Regions from separate parts of the Drosophila melanogaster genome. Here region 1 is linked to region 2. Evidence: chromatin contacts called from public Micro-C data. All regions are on one chromosome and are shown on one strand. The core of a region is the stretch at or near the end of the contact, and the rest is flanking DNA. Distances in the headings are between cores, read along the strand shown. Region 1 holds the start of CG12496. Region 2 holds the start of Appl (beta amyloid protein precursor-like).

Evidence for each region. A called contact is a pair of places that touch in the nucleus more often than the background predicts.
Region 1: a contact with region 2 is called in a Micro-C map of pre-blastoderm embryo, with 2.4 times the contacts expected there. The contact joins the promoter of CG12496 here to the promoter of Appl in region 2.

What each region holds. Positions count from the first base shown.
Region 1 is chrX:2,408,659-2,415,725 of dm6, forward strand. It overlaps CG12496, which reads right to left and starts at 2,243. Exons shown (of 1, transcript NM_130647.3): 1 at 707-2,243. The coding sequence starts at 2,138. The coding sequence ends at 1,077.
Region 2 is chrX:527,905-534,413 of dm6, forward strand. It overlaps Appl (beta amyloid protein precursor-like), which reads left to right and starts at 2,597. Exons shown (of 12, transcript NM_001258522.2): 1 at 2,597-2,630; 2 at 3,723-3,972. The coding sequence starts at 3,895. CG4293 reads right to left here and starts at 2,387. Exons shown (of 5, transcript NM_001038727.1): 1 at 2,110-2,387; 2 at 1,728-1,954; 3 at 1,506-1,626; 4 at 641-1,447; 5 at 37-579. The coding sequence starts at 1,626. The coding sequence ends at 182. arg (arginase) reads left to right here. Exons shown (of 5, transcript NM_080136.3): 5 at 1-124. The coding sequence ends at 14.

The DNA of each region.
Region 1 (7,067 bases), core at 993-3,492, 1.9 Mb after region 2:
CTTTAAAAGCGGTCACAATGAATATTTAATAACATATCGTCATATAGTTCGATGGGAAAATAGCCAATTGAGCAGCACAGCGGACGCAGAGTCCTGAGTCCTCGGAAACAAGGAGTGGACCAGCTGTTGGCTGCCTCTGACTTCTTCTTTTCTTCTTGATTGTAGATCCCGGGGCGTGCCATTGTACCTGTCAGGCATTCAATTATTCCCAGTTCCCAACCTGCATCGCCGTTGTTTGTTTTGGTCGCCTGGAAAAGCAAAGCAAATCGCTTGGTCAAGCAACTGTGTAAATATATGTTGTACGTATCGGCAGGTCAAAATGCAATCGGCACGAGCTGGGATATTGCGTAGGTGACGAAGGTCACCGCAGATGTTTCGCATTCATCAGAAAACTCGATGCGATGCTATGGCACAACAAAAATGATATTTGTTCGTATCTCGAAAATAGTTCAGAAACCAACTATAAACCTAACATTTAAAGAGTAGATTCCAATGGATACATGAGAAAACATTTCTAGACTATGAAGATAGTCTAGTCTTTTTCAAATATCACCATTTTGAAATCAATACAATCCCATATCCCTATATTGGGCAGTACGCATGGAAGTAGCCAAAGTTACTCAAAAAAGCGACATTAATGATGATAAGCTGATATATAAAGTTTTCCCCGTTTCAAAAGAAAAGAAAAGTGTACTCCATTGTTTTTGATTTAATGCTTTTATTTTGAAAAAATAATTATTTGGGTAACTTAAAGTAGCAATAAATATTCATATTTGTTTAAAATTAAATAATGAAAAAAAAGGTATATTCGAAAACTACATAACAGCAGCAAAAAAAAAAATGGTTATATTAGTAATTGGAATAAATAGTGATTAAGGTGGCCTAAGAAATTATGTACAGTAATTGAAAGATGATTAGTTTACGACTTAGGAACTAGTTAAGCGTCATAGTTAAGCGTTTTCCCCCCGTTTGTCAGCGTTGCTCGCTTTCTCGTCTCCATCTTCATCTCCATCTCGCATTTAGTTTCTCTTCTCATTTTTGTGGCTTTCCGAGGATCTGTTTGAAATTACCTCTGCTCAGACATATATAGACGAGGGCAGGGCCAATCCCACCTCGAAGTAATTGCGCTCGTCGACCTTGTAGCGCTTAATGGGGGACTCCTTGGCGACGATCTCCTTGCGGGTCCTCTTCAGGGCCTTGACTGGAGTCTCCAGGCAGAAGGTGTTGTCGCAGGGGGCAGACTTGGGGGCCACTGGAGTGGCCAGTTGGACAAGCAAGTTGTGAGGAATCTTGGCCAGGGGCGATGCCGGTTCCGGAGTGGGCATCAGGTTGTGCATGGGCAGGGGAACCAGGCCAAAGCTCAGATCCGAGGCCGGATCGTCTCCAGGTGCGTAGGATGGCGACAGCACCTCCTGGGGGCAGTTCGACTCCATTTGCTGCTTGACCAAGGTGCGTCTGCGCAGATTGAAGGTGGACCTTCTCGGCTTCTTCTTGCTGCTGGCGTTCGCCTTGCAGGCGGAATCCAAGATGGCATCGATTAGGCGATCCAAGGTCTGATCACCCATCTGCGTGGAGGCGGGCTGCGGTGTGCTTGGACGCACTTCCACCTTGGGGGTGGGTGGCTCTGGCACTGCCGTCTCCTGCAACTCCGGCTCCAAGGTGGCCACAAAGTCCTCGTCCAGTCTACGCTGCTTGAGTTTGTTAACTCCTGCACCCGAGCCTACAATATAGCGCGGCTGGCCCAGAAAGGGATCCAACGGAGCCAGGCCCCTCAGCGCCAAGTGCTGACCACTGGGCAGTCCGTTGGGCGAGTAGTCCTCGGCAAAACGTGGCAATGTGGTGGCGTATCGCACACTCTGTACCCTTTGGGGCGCCTGACTGCGCACCACCGCCTCCGGGGTGACATTCCGGATATCGCTCAGCGGCGCCAGGACCAGGGGACTGTTGCGCAGCCGGGTAATGGGCACTGGCGTGGAGGTGTAGCCCACGGTGTCAGGCACGTTCTCCTTGTTGGCAATGGTGGCCCTCCGCTGACGGCGCTGCCTCCTCTGCAGCCTCCTCCTCTGCGGCTGGTTGGCATCCTGATCGTGCACGGGAATCTCGTTCAGGCGCTGCGCCGATGCCGTCCACTTCAGCATGTTGTGTGTGGTTCTGTTTCTGCTGCTCCTGGTGCACAAAAAAAAAAGATGTACTTCTAGACTCTGCTAGTCTTCTGCTCTCGACCGCTCTCGCTGACAAACTGAAGCGGTACGGGGAGCGGGCTGCGTTTTATACCCGCTCGGCGCTCAGGGGTTAATGGCTAGGGGTTACGGGGCTAGGGGTTGTTGCGCAAGAGGCACCCCGGCGGGCAGAAGGACACTCGCTCTCTCCGGCGTTCTCTCCTTGGATGAAAAGACTCTCTTTGGCCAACGGATGTGTGTGGTAGCAAATTGTCTTTGGATCTCGAGGAACTTGAGCAACAAGCTCGAGGATATCAGCAGCTTAGCTTAGAATATGAAAGTATGATCTCTATGCCAACGAGATCTGATATTTTGATGGAGGTATTGGAGGTATTCGTCCTTTCCCACAGTTCGCAGTACCGGCCGAGAATCACCCACTCCAATCCAGGCACTCATCCACAGCACCACCACACGAAAATGACATCTAGATGTCTATCGGCCAGCGCTTGGTTATTAAATTTGCTTTCATTCCCCTCAAGGAAGTCTGCTTCCTTTCGCCCTTGTCTCCCCCTCATTTGAATGGACATTTAGAGCAGCAACAGGCTGGAAAATAGTGAACGGAAAAGGGAGAAGGGAAGTCAGGTTGGCCGGCTAATTAGCCGATGCCAAGTCCAACTTCCTGGCCGACAGCTCCTCGTCATTTTAGCCACTTGTCGTAGCGCGGTATCAGTATTAATTGCGGCTCTTTAGCGGCCGCAAATGCAATTTATATACTCGGCGGCTTTAATTGAAAATGTTTGCCACTTCCGGAAGGAAGCATTAGAAAAACGTTACAAACTCTGGGAAAAGTCCTGTGCAAAGCGTCAGTTGCTCACCCAACAGGGGAAAAGTTTGTACACAGTATGCATTATCAAATTATCAACTTTTTAATAAGTGTTCTTTCTACAAATAGATGGGCCTCATGCAATGCAAATTCACAACTTGTATGGATTTAACTTTGAAATGTAAATGTAAAAGGAAATGGTTCCCATAACCTTTGTAGTGATCTATATTTTAAAGCACAGCCGCTGTCCTCCATATGAATATGAAATATGGAACCAATAAGTAGATTATATTTCCGATGACAAGATCAAAGATAACTGCCCCCATATGTGGCTCTTGACCAGCTGTAGATGAAGTGATCATCGAGATCCCTGAGTGATCTTCAAGTGATCATCGACCAGCGATCCTAAGTGACGTTCAAGTGATCGGCGCTCGTCATCTCCTGGACTTGGATCACTCAAAGTGTCCGTGACCGACGTGGCTTGCTATCTGACGTTCTGATCTAGTTCAGCATGTAAAGGCATCTTTGAATGGGTTCTGGTCCCCTGGAGATATCTTTATTTGCGATCGATTGCTGAAAGATTTTCGCTAACGGGGATCGTATATTTCGCACGTTATCCTTTTCGGCTTTTTTGTGGTGAAAGTCGTTTTGTTTCATATGTTTTCATGTGACTATCTTCCGATCGGCTTTCATCCTGGATAGGGACACAAAAAGGGTGCTGGGGTAGTTAATCGATTACCCCGTTCCATCCACTGAAATGGCGAATTTCTCAACTTTTCAACTCTTTTTCAACGTTTACTTTGCGAAATGCGCTCCTGCTTTTGCTTACTTTTTACCTCTTTTCCCTTCGATTTGCCCTCGTTATGTCCCCGAGTCCTTCGATTCTCTTTGTGGCGCTGAGTTATTGCTGTTTACACAGCCGCACAAAAGGATTAAATGGGTTTTTGAGAGAGTTTCCAGCGCTAAGAAAGGATTCCGGCATGTTGATTAATATGATTTAACGAGCATCCTGCCTAACAAGGCGTATCCCGGCTAGTCTTCACCGGCAATTTCCACACAAAATTACCATAATCCTCGCATTTTCTGCGGTTTTTTTGGGACACAACGAAACACAAATGGATAAAGAACCACACGAAAACCTCTCAAATTCAATTTGAATTTTCGGCATTTCGTGTGCGACGATTTTACGCTTAATTAACGAGCCCAAGGACCCTGCCTCAAGGACAGCCCGAAGTCACGATCCAGTCCCGATCGCTGTATGCAAATTGCCCATGCATTTTTTACCGCTCCGCCCGGGCTGCATCTCCCGTCCCTTTCCCCTGCACGCGTGCTCGAGCGAGAGCGCGTCGCCAAGAGCCACTTGACTTTCACTCTCACTCAGCCGTCGTCCCGAGGTCCTGCGCTCCTGAGGTCCTGCGCCGCGGTTCCAGAGGGATTTGCATGCTCGAATGCGAACTCGCGAATCCGCTAGAGATGCGTGCTCACCCCGTTTACCATTAAGATGTGAAGAGTAACTAGGTAGCACCTCCTAAGATTAGGACTTGACGTTAACAGCCCATTGATTGCGATATATGTTTTAAGCTCATATGTTGTAAGTTAGTCGTGTTTACTTGGACAATTGTGTGTGCATTCCAAGTGCTAAGTGCGAGCGACAAGGCTTACTTACCCCTTGAATGTGTGAATTAGCTACTCGAACGTCTCTGGCAGGCTCGATCGCTATTACCCTCCCCTTCGAACGCCTTTGCATATGTGCTTACATGCAGATCGGCCACTTTGGCTGGATCCAACAGATAGGGCTGCTTTATTGTTGCCGCATTTGATTAATGCGCCCGTGTTTGTATTGTTTGCGAAATTTATCGATATTTGATTTGCTGCGCGCCGCCTGAAATGGCATTCAAAGTGCCCAAAGTGTATCAAATGCTTGTCGCGCGGCTTTGTTTGCGTTTTGCATAATGGAGGGAAAGTGTTTGCGAAAGGGGAAAGTTCGCATATTGCCATGCGATGCATTGGGCGGTAGGAATGTAGGAAAGTAGGAAAGTGCCAGTTTGCGACTTCATTAACGCGCTGCGAAAAGGTTGTGGGGATTTCATGCTTTACGACTCTAAGCGGAAACCACAAAAAAGTGAAGCCATTAAATCATAAATGAGCTGAAATGATTAATTGATTTCATAACTTTTACGCTGGCATTTTCGCTGGCGGCAGGGGACTAAAAATGACTGGCACTATATAAAGGATAAATTGCCAAATGGCAATAGCAACACGGGCCCCTGGCAAATATCATGTTTATGCTCATAACTTTCCAACTCAAAAGTCGACCAACTGTCAACTGTCAAATACGAGACAGTTTCGCAAACGGATCCTGGCCATTTGGGGTGGGGGATGCTCTCCTAAGGACGACGACTGAGACTCGAATTGTGACCCTGAAAAAATAAAGAAGAGGCAGCGCAAACTGGAACACACGAAAGGACACCCAAAGGATGCGTCTGAGGCAGACAGCGCAAGACAATGGATGCCATAATGAAGAGCAGATACAGATACAGATACAGATACATATAAAAATACAAGCGCGAGCACGGACGGAGATCCTGATACACAGATACAGATACAGATACGCAACGGGAGATGTCTGCTGCATCCAAGGAGCAGAAAGTAAATTGCAACAAAGGAACGCCAGGGAAAGGATGCGAAGTGGGCAAAAAATCAGAGGCCGGGGCTGAAATTATTGCAAATAATTTAGAGCACATATTGCAGGGATCCGAAAAAAAGGATCCGACTGCCGATCCCTTTTCGGTTTGTTCGATTGTCATTTGCCCACAGCAAAAATCAGCAAGGACTCGCAGGAGCAAACCCAAGAAGTAGGTCTCCCAGCCCTCGAACATAAATTTGCAACAATTAAAAACAAAGTTAATTAAAATTTATGTGCGACAGTTTCTGCACTCTCGAGCAAAAGAAAGTGCGGATCGGGCCCATCCTTTGGCTAATTGCTGGGTGTGTCCTGCGAAATGGAGAGGCATTCTGCGCTTTAACAGTCCACTTAAAAAAAGAGATAGGACACGAAGAAAGCAAGCCGAGCATCGCAAATAAAGATGTTTGGGCGCACATAAAAAATGGGCGGATCGGGGAGGAAGCGAGGTGATGACCATCGATGACCACCGATGGCCAGTGGTTGACCTATACGACGCACAATGGATTTTATGGCGTATTGGTCAAATATAGATGGCCAATTCCTCACACAATGGACTCTTTGTCGCCTTTTTTTCTAGAAATTGCAGACTACCAAAGCTGAAAATGCTGCTACATGTTATGAAAAAAAAAACATTTGAAAATACGTATGAAAAGTGACAGAATTGCTGCAATAATTCTCCTATTTTTGTTACCAATTTCACTTAATAATGAGAATAGCTTTAAAAAGTTCGACTTTGGGCTCCAACCACTTTTCGACCGCATATAATTAGTACTGCTATTTTTTGTTAAGCTGATTTGCTGTCGAAAAACAATCAGGACTTTGGCCAAAACACACAAAGAGGCGCAATTTATTGGCTCCTCCCGCCCGCTGTTCCGGAATCCTTTGGTGGATTCCGATCGGGCGGCGCCTGTTTTGCATAGGAACCGCAGTCGGCGCCTCCGGTTTTACGATCCAGCGGGGGGCTACGATGCGGGCTTTGGTGTCCTGCTCCGCTTCCGATCGGCCCAATTCGAATTGGCGCGTCCTTTGTTCGCCTCACGAGCTCTCGACGAAGACAAAGCCGTCCTGTCAGTTTTTGATGCGCTGCCGATGCGTAGCAGATTTATTGGCCCCTGGCATTGTTTGATCGCATCCTGGGCATCGGGATTGGACTCGGACTCGTCCTTGTCACGTTCCACACGCTGCGAGGACTCGGGGCTCGGCACGATGGACTAAGGAGCGTGAAAGTGCCGAATGTCCGGCAGCCGGACCTCAACAAAGGATCAAGGACCGAGATGAGCCAATTTCAATTTCAATTCCCATTCCGATTCCTTGCGCAAAAATTACCCAAAACGTCTCTAAATTAGAGCAACTGTCTTGGGCGGCTCTGCCGAGGTGCGCAGATTGGTCCGGTGGTTGG
Region 2 (6,509 bases), core at 1,347-3,846:
TTGGTAGCGATTAAAGAATGCAACACCCCCAGTTTTGAACTTATTCATATTTATGTACAGCATTCGTGACATATTAGTGTGTGTTTTTTTTTCGTATCTTAATGAGAGAATACAATATTTGCGTAAAAAAGAAGGGTTAGTAGTTTGCAGAATGAGATTCCCTGTTGCACAGAAATGCCGGCTAAAGGCCGGCTTGGAGCTTTGGCGGCGTCGTGGGCAAATAGGCCGAGATGTCCACGCTGGCCATCAGGTTGGCTGTGTGCAGAAGCTCGTTGACGGGCGGAGCTGTCCCGGCCTTTGCGGAGAGCGAGGATAGAGAAGGAGCATCCGGAGCAGCAGCCTTGGCTCTGGTCAATCGGTTGTACAAAACCGGAGCGAAGGTGCGGAGTAGGCGGCTTCTAATGCTCAGAAGCAAGGCATTTATCGCCCCCGAGATGACAATGATTCCTGATATAATTGAGCACAGGCGGATGGCAAAGGTTACTAGGTGATCGCGATCGTTGCGCACAATAATTTTCAGAGCCGACCAGTCGTACTTAAAGTAAATGCCAGGGGAGCCGTACGAATTGCGCTCTGAATCTATCCACAGATTAAAATAATTAATTATGGTCAATTGATGTAATTTCTTTGCCCTCCTCACCTAGTTTTCGCACGTTTTCGGTGACGGCATACTGAAAAGCGTATATGGTGGTGAAAGTCTGGTGGATCTCTGTGGGCACAACCTTCAGGAAGTATTGTACTGTGGTAGCCTCCTCGTGGATGACAATCTCGTCGCCCTCCAATGGCTGGACAATCCTTCCCGAGTACTGTCCAAAGCTGAGCCGGTTAATGCGATGCGTAAAGTTCGCAGGCATGCGCCGCAGTTCGATCATCCAGTGGTCCTCGAAGAGTCCCACAACGGGCTGAGCTCCGCCCACGAGGTGGAGCACACCGGCCACTTTGTTGATGCCCAGCGTTCCGTGCAGACGACACGCATCGAATTTGCTTTCTGGCTGAACGTTGTGCCGGCCATGCAGGTCGACAGACAGTGGCAACGCTCCTGGCGGCGGGGCAGCAGGCGCCTTCGAGGCACTCTCCCGCGCAGGATGGTTATCCCGCATTATGTCCTTGAACAGTACATCGGCCACCGAGTGAAACTCCTCGCGCAGGTAGTGGTTTTGAATCTGTATGGCCTGGAACTGCAGCCGGTCGTGTTCGGACATCTCCCACCAGACACCCTCCCGCTGCAGAGTCCCATAGGCGAACACGTCCTGCTGCGTCTCGTCCATGAGATCTACGCCGGACAGCGAGGCGCAGGGCATGGCCACCGTGATGTCGACGTGCATCTGCACCTGCTCGTCCAGAGCGATGTCCGGCTCGAACTGGTACACAATGTCCGTCTCGTGCCAGTAGTAGTGCAGCTCCGTGTAAACCAGGTAAACGATCAACAGGCGGCTCAACAGGGATACTGTGAAGTGGATAGAATGGGATTAACCTGGTAGTTTGAAGTGCTCTGCAAGGCTTACGGGTGCCTCCGATTTCCGAGGTCTCCGTGTACTTCTCTGGCACTTTTTTGAACGCGTCCAAGTTCTTGGCGAACTCCAAGAGATTGCTTTTGTCGCCGCGGTAACGCAACGTGGCCGTCATCTTGGTGAAATAAGGAGTTGGTATTGGAATTAGGGTCTAGTGCTACACGCTCGTTGGTTCAATGTTCCTGCAAGCTCGATTTCATATTCATTGCCACGTACGTTTCAGCTTACCGTGCACTGCCACGCCAGCCGGCTAAGTGCGTTGCGCAACTAGGTGAAATGTGCGTTGTTGTAGGTGTATAGCTCCGTGTCTGTACCAGGCTCCGTTCCTAGGTTTATGCTTTCCTGAGGCCTAGCAAGTAGGAGGCGGCGTAAATAAACAAATGTAAGAAATCTAATTTGTAGCCGGTAAGAAGATCAGCTGTGCGGCACAGAGTTGCCAGTCGCTGGGAAGGAAAAAATGAACATGTTAAATAATGTCGAAAGTGGTTTGCAACTTGGCTAAGGGCCAAGCAATAAGTGATGTGGATAGGAAATTGGGTGGTTGGTGGTGGGAAACTTGGATTTGGTCATATCTTACATCTTACATCTTACATCTTACATCTTACATATCGACGCCATCTAGTGCAGATTGGCTTCACCATTAGAAAAAGTATATAAACTCTTGAATCCATCGAGGAAAACAAATTTGAATTAAGTTTAGTGGTTTATAAAAACTCGTGCATAGGACAGCCTTTTGAAGACGGTGACCTGTGCGAAATTCCCTTGGGAGTTTCCACCTAGCGGTGTGCATGTAAACTAACTAACAAGCACTCCGCCAGACACTCTTGGTTCGCCCGCGGAACCAGTTCTCCCTAGTCACTTCTGTCCTGCTTGTTCCGCTAATACCACTACCACTGGAAGCACTGGTACCATAGTGCAGCCCGGACAGCCAAAAACATTGTCACCCCCGCGGAAAGCGGAAGGCCAGTTGCTCGATTCGCCCTTAATATCGATCCCGGGCACGCGCTCTGCATTCTGCGCCCGAGTTCGACTTTCGCAGTTCGCACTTTCGGACGTGGACTCGCAGGATTGCAGGCAACGAGACCACTCGCAGTCGTTTGTGAGCGTTCGCAGCGCCAGGTATAGCGTACAGCCAGGGCTCCAAAAACTCAGCGCTTTAGGGGCTTCTTCGGGCCACCCCATCTGACCACTCCCCGACAGCTTGGGAAGGCCAGGGGCTGCTGGCCAGTGGCTCTTGTCGTTCTCCCGCTCGGGCGGAGAGGTGGTGGCCGAGGAGCCACAAGCACAAAACCAGAGACACACATTGAGAGACCGTCAAATTTAACCAAAACAAGCTCAATACTTTTTTTTGCTGTTCAAGTGCTAAATAGTGCTAAAAAAGAAACCCAACAACAAAAACCATAGAGAAACATCCAAAACAAAGTGATACAAGTTCGGAAAGAAAAAGCGAAGCCGATGCCAATAGTGGATTTGTGATGCCAACTTAGCTGGGGGACAATAAGCAGCGCACCTGCGCAGAATCAGTGAGAAAGGGGTTGGGAAAGTGCGCAGAAGCCCGACGGATACGTTCCAAGAGTGCGGGAAGGGGTTAGCGAGTGGGTGGATTTGCGTGGGAACTGCCAAGACAGGAGACAGGAGACATGGACAAGTGACATGGGACGTGGAACCCGACGACTGCAGCTGACAACTTTTCCAGGCGCAGAACGGCGGCCATAGTGCCACTCATATTTTCCGTTTCGGGGAAGTACAATCTCAGGACCCCGAGAACCAGCGAGTGGGTATGACAGGACAGATAGCAGCGAGTACTCTCGTAGCTTTGCCTTATTTTTCTTTTCTTCCTTTTCCTTCAATTCCCTTATCCGCCCCCGCCCATCACGGACTCTCTCCTACTACGTTCCACAATCGAATACTACGGCCACTCACATACAAGCCACACGCACAGAGTTTTCCGAGTTGACATTTTCCGTGCATAGGTTTCTGGGCATCGGCGAAAGGAAAAGCGCTGCGCTGTGGGCAGCTAACTTGGGCACCGCAAATCGAACGAAATCGGAGTACGAACCTTAGAGCGCAGAAATCAGAAAACAGAAATCATAACCCAGAACCCAGAAAGTTAAAGGCTGAAACGAAAGGCCACAATTCCGAATCGCTTGCTAATGAAATTTTTTTGTGTTTTCGATTTCTTGCTGCTGCTACCGTCGTCCGCCTGTGCAGCAAAGTGTTAAACGAATAGCCAACAAAGCAAATACAATTAACCAGAACTGGAAGCACGTCAGTCCAGCCGCAGAAGCAGCTAAGTTCAGACCAAACTCGGAGATTCCCAGCCAGGAGATAGGACCAGGAGCCAACCAGACGAGGAGCAAAGAAGCAGAAAAGAGTGCGAACAATGTGCGCCGCGCTGCGTCGTAATTTGTTGCTGAGGAGCCTCTGGGTCGTCCTGGCCATTGGCACTGCTCAGGTTCAGGTGAGTCACCGAATCCCCACCACACCACACTACACCACACCACACGACATAACAACACACCACACTACAGCACACCACAACACACCACAGCACACCAGACCATTTCACTCCACTTTCGATACAATACTCGATGGAACGAAGGAGTAAGTCGAAAGAGCCGAAACTCAGAACAGAAACACAAACCGAAAATGAAACTGACAGAGAACACTGGGAAACTGGGCAAAACTGCACACTAAAACATTGTTTCGTTAGGGCTTTAATCGGGATGACAAATTGATTTAAACAGACAACTCGACGCTCGATGTTAGCCACGCATTGAAGCTGATAGAAGTCAAAACAATATTAATTCGGTGTCCGGGGAAGACAAGTAGGTCTCCAGCAATTAGGGACTTGTGTTGTTGCGCTACTGCCTCATCTGGCTTACTGACACAACACCCAACTTATGTATAACTTGAGTACGGCTCACAAAATAGCAGTGTGGCTCTATACTTTCTGCGTGCAACAGCAATACCAATCGCAACCGCAACCCACACACACAGGCACCCACACTCTCGCACACACACAGAGAGCCAGATACACAAGCACACAAGCACTTGAGCGGGTTTCTGTGGGATGTGGTGGCCGTCGGCTAAGCAGCCGCGCAAAGTATGCTACGAAAAATGTGCCATCGCTTAGCAGCGGCACTAAAGGCTCGAGGGCTTGAAGGCGGGAAAGGGTTGGGGATTGGGGATTGGGGATTGGGGATTGGAGATTGGGGATGGGTATGGGATGGGGATGGGATGGGGATGGGTGATAGGGCTGCCAAATTACTTGCGAGTGTGCGCAAGTATTGGCTTAATTGAACCGTTTGCTTGTCGCTGGCTACTGGCCAACTGAAAGCCGAAAACCGAAAACTTGAGGCTAGAGGATAGCAGCAGCTGGCTTCGACTAGCAATTTGCATATAAAAGTAGCGGAGGTGTTACCGAAACCAAACAGGGCGTGCAGACATTTTGATTTTGATTTTCTACACGCAGCGACTGGCAAATATCGTAGAAATGGAGTGCGGGGCCGGGTTATGCGTCCTTCGGTTGGGGTTTAAGTCCGGCTAAAAACTATCCGGCTCTGTCTGAGCATAATCCCCAAATTGGTCTGGGGCTGGACCTGCATTCACCACGAATCCTCTTGTTCAGGTCAATTCATCGACTGGCATACGTGCACGCACACACCTACCGACAAACCAAAAGGGAAGACATGCGTTACTAGGATATTGTTAGCTTTAGCTAAAGTGTTTTTAAATCATTTGCAAACAATTTTTGCCAGGCGGCAGCTCTCGTTCTTTGGGGCCGATCCACAATCGCCGACGTGCCTGACCTTAACAATTTTGCTTTACTTTCTTGTCTCTTAAATACCTCGGAGCAATTTTCCCTTGGCAACGCAGAGCGAACAGTCTTCTGTGGCGGAACAAAAACCTAATAAAATCCATATTCATGTGGAGACAGACCAATTGAAAGAGAAGAACCGAGGGGCAGCACCTCCAAGGACCCAGGAGCCAGGAGTTCGGCCCAATCCCGGACAGGGGAGCAGTTAAGCTGCTTTATAGCGCATTGCACTCCTTTCATGTCTTGCTTTGTATGCAGCCTGCAATTTGCTTTGCTCTCCATTCGTTCATTCACTCTCCACCCATCTTACCCTTAATTCGGCTATTCATGCTAGACCGTCGCTGCGTGCAATTCATGGCAGGACTAGCCTGGACCTGGTCAGCCACTCACCCACAGGTCCACCCTTCAGCTTCGTTGTTATCAGGGGCACGCATCGCCGACGTCATTTTTGTGGTGGTCGTTGATTACTTATGTCGCTTGCACCCACCATTCCCACCCTGCTTGGGACAACTACTGCTAAAGCGTTTTAATACCTTTTGCTTCGTGTAACTTTAATATTGGATCATTTTTCTTTGTGAAAAATGCTAGCAGTTGGTTGCAATATAACCCACATTTTCAGTAAAAAAAAAACTGTCGGCAAAGTTCTGTGTGTTTTAAGCGGGATTTCCAAAGTAGTGGTTTCCTCCAATGTTGTAGTAATGCATTACCAACTAGGGACTTTTTTTAAAAGAATTTCTGTTTTTTTGTACCCTGCCCTCCCCAGTTGCTCACCCGTTTTGTAGCTATCTCCTTTCTGCTTGTATTCTTTCTGCCCTTTTTCACTCTTTTTTTATAAGGACATGTCTGAATCATCCAGAAAGCAGGGAGGGATTTGCGGACTGCAATGTGCAATATACCCGAGAATCTCCCCAAACACTCGATGCCAACGATGTGTCTCCCTCAAACCTGGCAAACGGAACACGCAATCGTTGCTGCCAAACAGCCCATTCAAAGTCCCTTTTTACAGAGGCCTGGGGCTTTCAAAGGGGATGACAGGAGGGTGGAGAAGGGTGGCTGGGAGTCGTTGGCCATTTGATTGTCGGGTAGAAACTGCGAACCGACGGCCAACTTTAGTTGCACACCATGCTTCTTTGGCACAACTCCCCCCAATTTCACTGGAGTCAACTGAATTAGTCAGT